Linked DNA regions of Rattus norvegicus: region 1 is linked to region 2. The links are chromatin contacts, called in public Hi-C maps. All regions are on one chromosome and are shown on one strand. Each heading gives the region's core, a stretch centred on a gene start, on an enhancer-like site or on the middle of the called end of the contact. The rest is flanking DNA. Distances are from core to core; before and after follow the strand shown.

Region 1 (2,700 bases), core at 9-2,508, 38 kb before region 2:
TACTTGACAACATAAGAACAAGATAATTTATTTCCCGTTCATGGCTGGCCATTGTTGAATTAGTTGGACTATAGCCCCTTCTGTCTGTCTGTCTGTCTGTCTGTCTGTCTGTCTGCCCGTCTGTCTGTCTGTCTATCTTATTCATTCCATAAGCTCTATGACTCTAGAGGACACTGAAGAGGAGACTTAAGTGTTCTTTGAAAAGTCAGTTGTGTGGGATGGTGTTTTGCTGTGACAAACACTGTGAAGGAGTGTTTTCCTGAAGCAGACAGGTGAAAGGACGTTCTGCTAAAGCAAGCACGTGAAAGGACACGTGGTGAAGGATTCTTCGCTAACCACATGTATTGTCCCTCGCGCGACCTCACCAGCAAGAAAACACGCGGGGACATAGGAATCCTAGCTGCGACCAAACTTCATTAATATCTTTTTTTTTTTTTTTTTTTTGGTTCTTTTTTTCGGAGCTGGGGACTGAACCCAGGGCCTTACGCTTCCTAGGCAAGCACTTTACCACTGAGCTAAATCCCCAACCCCACTTTATTAATATCTTAAGGAGAAGCCCCCGCGCGCCCGCATGGCGCGGCTATATACACCCTAGCGCGGCGCATCCACACCTGATTGGTCGCTTACCCATGATCTCATAAGGCATGCCCTGGAATGGGCAAAGACCTGGCACGAAGGCACTCTTGCACATGCGCACACAGTTAACTTCCTGAAAGGAAGTCGGCTGGTGCGGCGGAGGCCAGCGCCATCTTGTAATGGCGGAGGCTATCCTGGCCTTCCATGTGGGGCGCAGTGGAAGCCAGCGCCATCTAGTGGTGGCGAGTGTTATTGCGGCCCTCTACAGTGTATACATTGGTCCACCTTACATTGTGTAGTTGAGCTCCTTTTGTTGGGATGCCATAGAAAGAAATGCACCAAAGACTTCTGGGGGTGTGCTACCTCCACCCCCAACCCTTCATCCTCCACTGCTTCTGAGGACTCAGGCCAATTGGCAGAGTGATGTCAGCTGATACAGATTTACATGGAGTTTTGCTAAGACAGACTCAGGTGCTGAGGCAAGACCCATGGAGGACATGTGATGTTTGGAGGGAGTGTAAATAAGACTCCACGGATTCTGAGAGGGGCTTGCTGGAAGAGCTAGTTCTGCAGTGCTGCTTGGTCTTGAGTCTTCACTGAGAGAGGCAGGGCAAAGCACTCCAGATATCCCTGCTGGTCCTGATCCCTCCTGCTGCCTCGTGCCGACTTGGCTGAGGCCTGGCTGCTCCTGCTAAGTCATGCCACCGCTGCTGCTGTCCAACTCTACTGAACTGGACTGCTGGTGTATCCATGAAGTGCTTGTGAGTGGATCGAGCTGCCATTGCCGACCTGTGAACTGAACTGCTCATTTCCTGACAATGCAGATGAGATTTGCTCCAAAGAATCATTTCTAAACAGGTCCACTACCCCCCATCCTTTTTTCCCCACGACCTCTGGTGGATGATGGGCTAGAAAGGAGGTTAAAGCATTTAAGAACCATCATTAAAAGGAGACTTTGAGGGGCTGGGGATTTAGCTCAGTGGTAGAGCACTTACCTAGGAAGCGCAAGGCCCTGGGTTCGGTCCCCAGCTCCGAAAAAAAGAACCAAAAAAAAAAAAAAAAAAAAAAAGGAGACTTTGAAACTGTAAGCAATAGGATTTATACGGACAATGCTGAATCATGGTTGTGTTTGCTGAAAGGAGGATGGTGGTGGGTTGGCTGACATCTGGGGCCTGCCTACATCTGGGGCTGTGTTCCTACACCACCCGGCTTGTCCTTAGCCCAGCTCTCTTGGCTTCACTAAGTCAACATAGCTTTGTTCTGATTGGCTGACTGCAGATGGTAGCTCCTCAAACTCCCTGTGTACAGTAAAAACTTGTCCTGAGGCTCCCACAGCATCAGTCCGTGGCGTGACCTGGTTTATCGGCCACACTGTACTCCAGCGAGGAACTGCAGGCTCGTGGGTATTGGTTGCTACCATTCTGAGTGGATTTATCTCCACTTTCACAGTTCCTACCATGATGCCTTCCCCAGGAAAGTTAGAAAGTACAATTTTATATTTTTCTCAGTATTGTTTGTTCCTGTCAACATTTCCACACATGTGTATTATCTATTTTGAGAATACCCACCCCTCAGTTACCCTCAATTCTCTCCTCTCTCACCCTGTTTCTTTTTGGTCTCTTCCTCTCCCCTAGATAGTTTACTATCTTTTTTTCATGACTTAAAAAAAACAAAAACAAAACCAAACCCCAAACCAGCTAGATTCTCCGTGTGAAAGAACGCACGCTGTTGTGTGTCTCTGGGTCTGCGTGTTCTGCTTACCATGGTGATCTTCCAGCTCTGCCTATCTCCTGCAAATCACACAGTTTCGTTTCTCTGCACGGCGGAATTGTGCTCCACGACCTTACATTCTGTGCGTTCTTTAACTGTTTAAGTGTTGATAGACACTTGAGCTGATTCCACGGCTGACCAATGAGACAGAGCCACGGAACAATGCAAAGAAGTACACAATGACTTCTGCCTTTCATCCTCTCGGATATATATCCAGCCGGATCATACAGTAATTGCAGTTTTAGTATTTTGAGGAACCTCCACACTGGTTTTCACAGTGGCTAGACTAAGGTATATTCCCACAGTAGGTAGGCTTTGAGCAAAATAAACCCTCTGTCCATATACCTAACACCA
Region 2 (2,729 bases), core at 131-2,630:
GCAGAAAGCAGCAAGGCATTCCTAACGTCTGAGCCGCCGCGTCTCCACCCCATTGCATGGACTGCTTTTTCTTTACTGCAACAATTCTAGTGTTTGACAGTTAAATGGCAGAGGAAATTTTTGCACGTTTTGATTGGCTTCTGGGTAACCGAGCAGAGCTAGGCCATGGGCTTGTAAAAATAATCTGTACACATAACGCATATATTAACAATTAGAAAAAAAGAGAGGCCATGAATTTGAAAGAGAACCAGGAACATACATAGGAATGTTTAGAGGAAGAAAAGGGAAGGGGGAAATGATGTAATTATATTAAAATCTCAAAACAAAAACAGAGCAAAAGAAGAAGACATTTGCGTTTGACTAATTTTATAGCCCCCTCCACCCCCACCCCCAGGGTTTCTCAGTGTAATCCCTGGAACTCACTCTGTAGACCAGGCTGGCTTTGAACTCACAGAGATCTGCCAGACTCTGCCTCCGGAATGCTGGGTGTGCTCCATCACAGCCGGTCGGACTTCATAGTTTTTAATGGTACAACAGATATGGTCCCTTCAAGCTCCAAAAGAAAAGAAGGAAATCTCAGAGAAAGCGTGAGATGAACTGTGACTTTGAACTCTGCCTAGGGAAGTCAGAACTCTGTCTAGGGATCTGGGCTATCTGCTGTGTCTGGTGACAAAGAGCAAGGACAGTAACTTCGTGTTGGCCTATAGTTCTCTCTTCCAAGGAGAAAGCTGAATAGATCAGCATAGTGTCGGTTTGCTTATTTAGATGCAGAGTCTTGCTAAGCTGTACAGGCTGGCTCTCTGCCTCTGTCTTCAGAGGGAAGAGAACACTGGGCCACTTCGTTTCACCGGCTCATGTGTTTTCTTAACATTTGGGTGGTTCTGAGGCTTTATTTGTGTAGGAAGAAGAGCCAGCCAACTTTTTTTTTTTTTTTTTTTTTTTTTGCTTGGGCCAAGGGTGCTTGGATACACAACGCAAGGAGCACCACAAGCATTTCAAAATTCACAGACAAGGGGTGGAGCCACAACTTTCTGAGCTCAGATTCAACTCTGCACAGACCCACGCGTTTCCATAGAAGACCCCGCCAGGCTCGCATAAGCTGCAGAAGGCCAGCTGCGAGCCGTGAGCTACGTGCTGCACGCCAGGTTCCAGGAACACGCCTGGGTCCCGCTGGCCCAGGGCTCCCGGACACTGCGGCCGCCTTCCAGCACGCTCTGGTCACATCCAGCCCCGCGGTGATCACGTTCCAGGGACAGGGGCTCGTGCCCCAGCTGCGCAGCGGTTGGCCGGGGAATCGGGCCTCTGATTGGTCCGAGGGACCAGCTCACGTGATCGGGCTCTGATAAGCTGCCTCCCCGCTTGCCTGCGGTCAGTCGGCGGGCTTGACCGCGGCGCTGCATCCGCTAAGTGCGTGGTGCGAAGCTGCGCTGGGTGCGGTTGTCGCGGTCGCCACTGCCTCTCGGTCCAATGAGCTGCACCAGGTACGTGCAACTCCGCGCCCTATTGGAGGGGAACCCGAAGCTGCGGGGACTTTGGGGGCTTCTGTGGTTTTGCCTTCTCTGCAGATGGGAGACTCCCAGGTTGATGGCTGAGTTTAATTGTCCCGGAGGCCTTGAAGGGATGGACTTAGAGTTGTATTTCTTAGTGCCTGTTTTGGGAAATCTACATCTCAAAGCAGAAACTGCCTTAGTGAGTCAGCTTTAGCTGCGATTCCCTTTGCTGAAGTGACTGTTGCCTTTGAGCTCAAAGATCCAAGCACTTGGGGGGCAGCTTAGTTTGCACCCATGTATTGCGGTGGGGTAGTTTAGTCTGCAGCAAAAGTTCCAGGAGGATTTGCATTTCTTTTCCCATTTTCCTTATCCTGGCTTGCCATAGAATATTCAGTCTTAGAGTTTGAGAAAACTATTATTTTTAACTCTTGGCTGGGACTAAGAATTCCAGGGAACTAGCCCAATACTAAAACTCTCTATAAATGCAGAAGTGAAAAAGAAAAACGACAGCCCAACCAATAAAAACGAACAACAGCTCCATCAACCAGGTAACCAAGACCATCTCATGAAATTTCGTTGCTTCTCCAGTCTTGACTTAGTCCAAGAATTCTCTCTCCCCAAATCCTGCCTGTTAACGTTGTGAGACAGATACATCTTGAGTTTTTGTTGCTGGAAGTTTGTGATCCTCTCAGAAAAACCCTAGGGCTATTAAAATGAGTCTGTGTACATTCTTTACTGGGCTTTTGTGATGGTGACCATTTATAGGGTGCTCTGCTTAGTGGTGGTATGAAGAGAATTCTTCCAGCCAGACTCTATATGTGATCAAAGTATGTTATAGTCATATATGAACTGTCAAAGAATAAACAATTAATAGTCAGGCTGCAAAAATGGCACCTACTGTATTTCATGTTCTTTGACTTATAAGGCGGAAATCGGAGAGGAAAATCTTAATTCCGTAAGTGTGGAAATAGAGTGTGGTTCAAGGGAAAGAAAGGCCAGGAAAAGTCTTGGTGGATGATTCTTGGTTGGATGGGCACTGTTGTAACTGCCTTTCTGCTTGTAAATACCAGTTACCCAACAATAGGAAACACCATAGCAGCCCAAACCGGTAGGTACTGTAATTCCACCAGGCCAAGGTAATGGACATCTTAGTCTTCTCCCTGTAGGATTTCAGTATTTATAAATTCATATATCTACAGTGTATTTTAAAACAGTTCAATGTCAGGTTATCAGTTCTTA

Evidence for each region. Hi-C and Micro-C count contacts between places; a contact is called where the count stands out from the background.
Region 1: a Hi-C map of liver shows a contact between it and region 2, with 4 times the contacts expected there. The contact joins the enhancer-like site here to the promoter of Ppp1r3c in region 2. A contact is called at or near these places in 4 of 12 Hi-C or Micro-C datasets (kidney, liver and psoas muscle).

Annotation. Positions count from the first base shown.
Region 1 is chr1:243,915,504-243,918,203 of GRCr8, reverse strand. No RefSeq gene overlaps it. Among named protein-coding and RNA genes, the nearest start is that of Ppp1r3c, 38 kb to the right of the region's middle. Within about 2 kb of position 1,258, at least 4 of the 93 cell types and tissues checked have an H3K27ac peak or open chromatin away from gene starts, as enhancers often do. A contact at or near this core is called in liver, where this site is marked.
Region 2 is chr1:243,877,178-243,879,906 of GRCr8, reverse strand. Ppp1r3c (protein phosphatase 1, regulatory subunit 3C) reads left to right here and starts at 1,380. Exons shown (of 2, transcript NM_001012072.1): 1 at 1,380-1,481. The coding sequence starts at 1,468.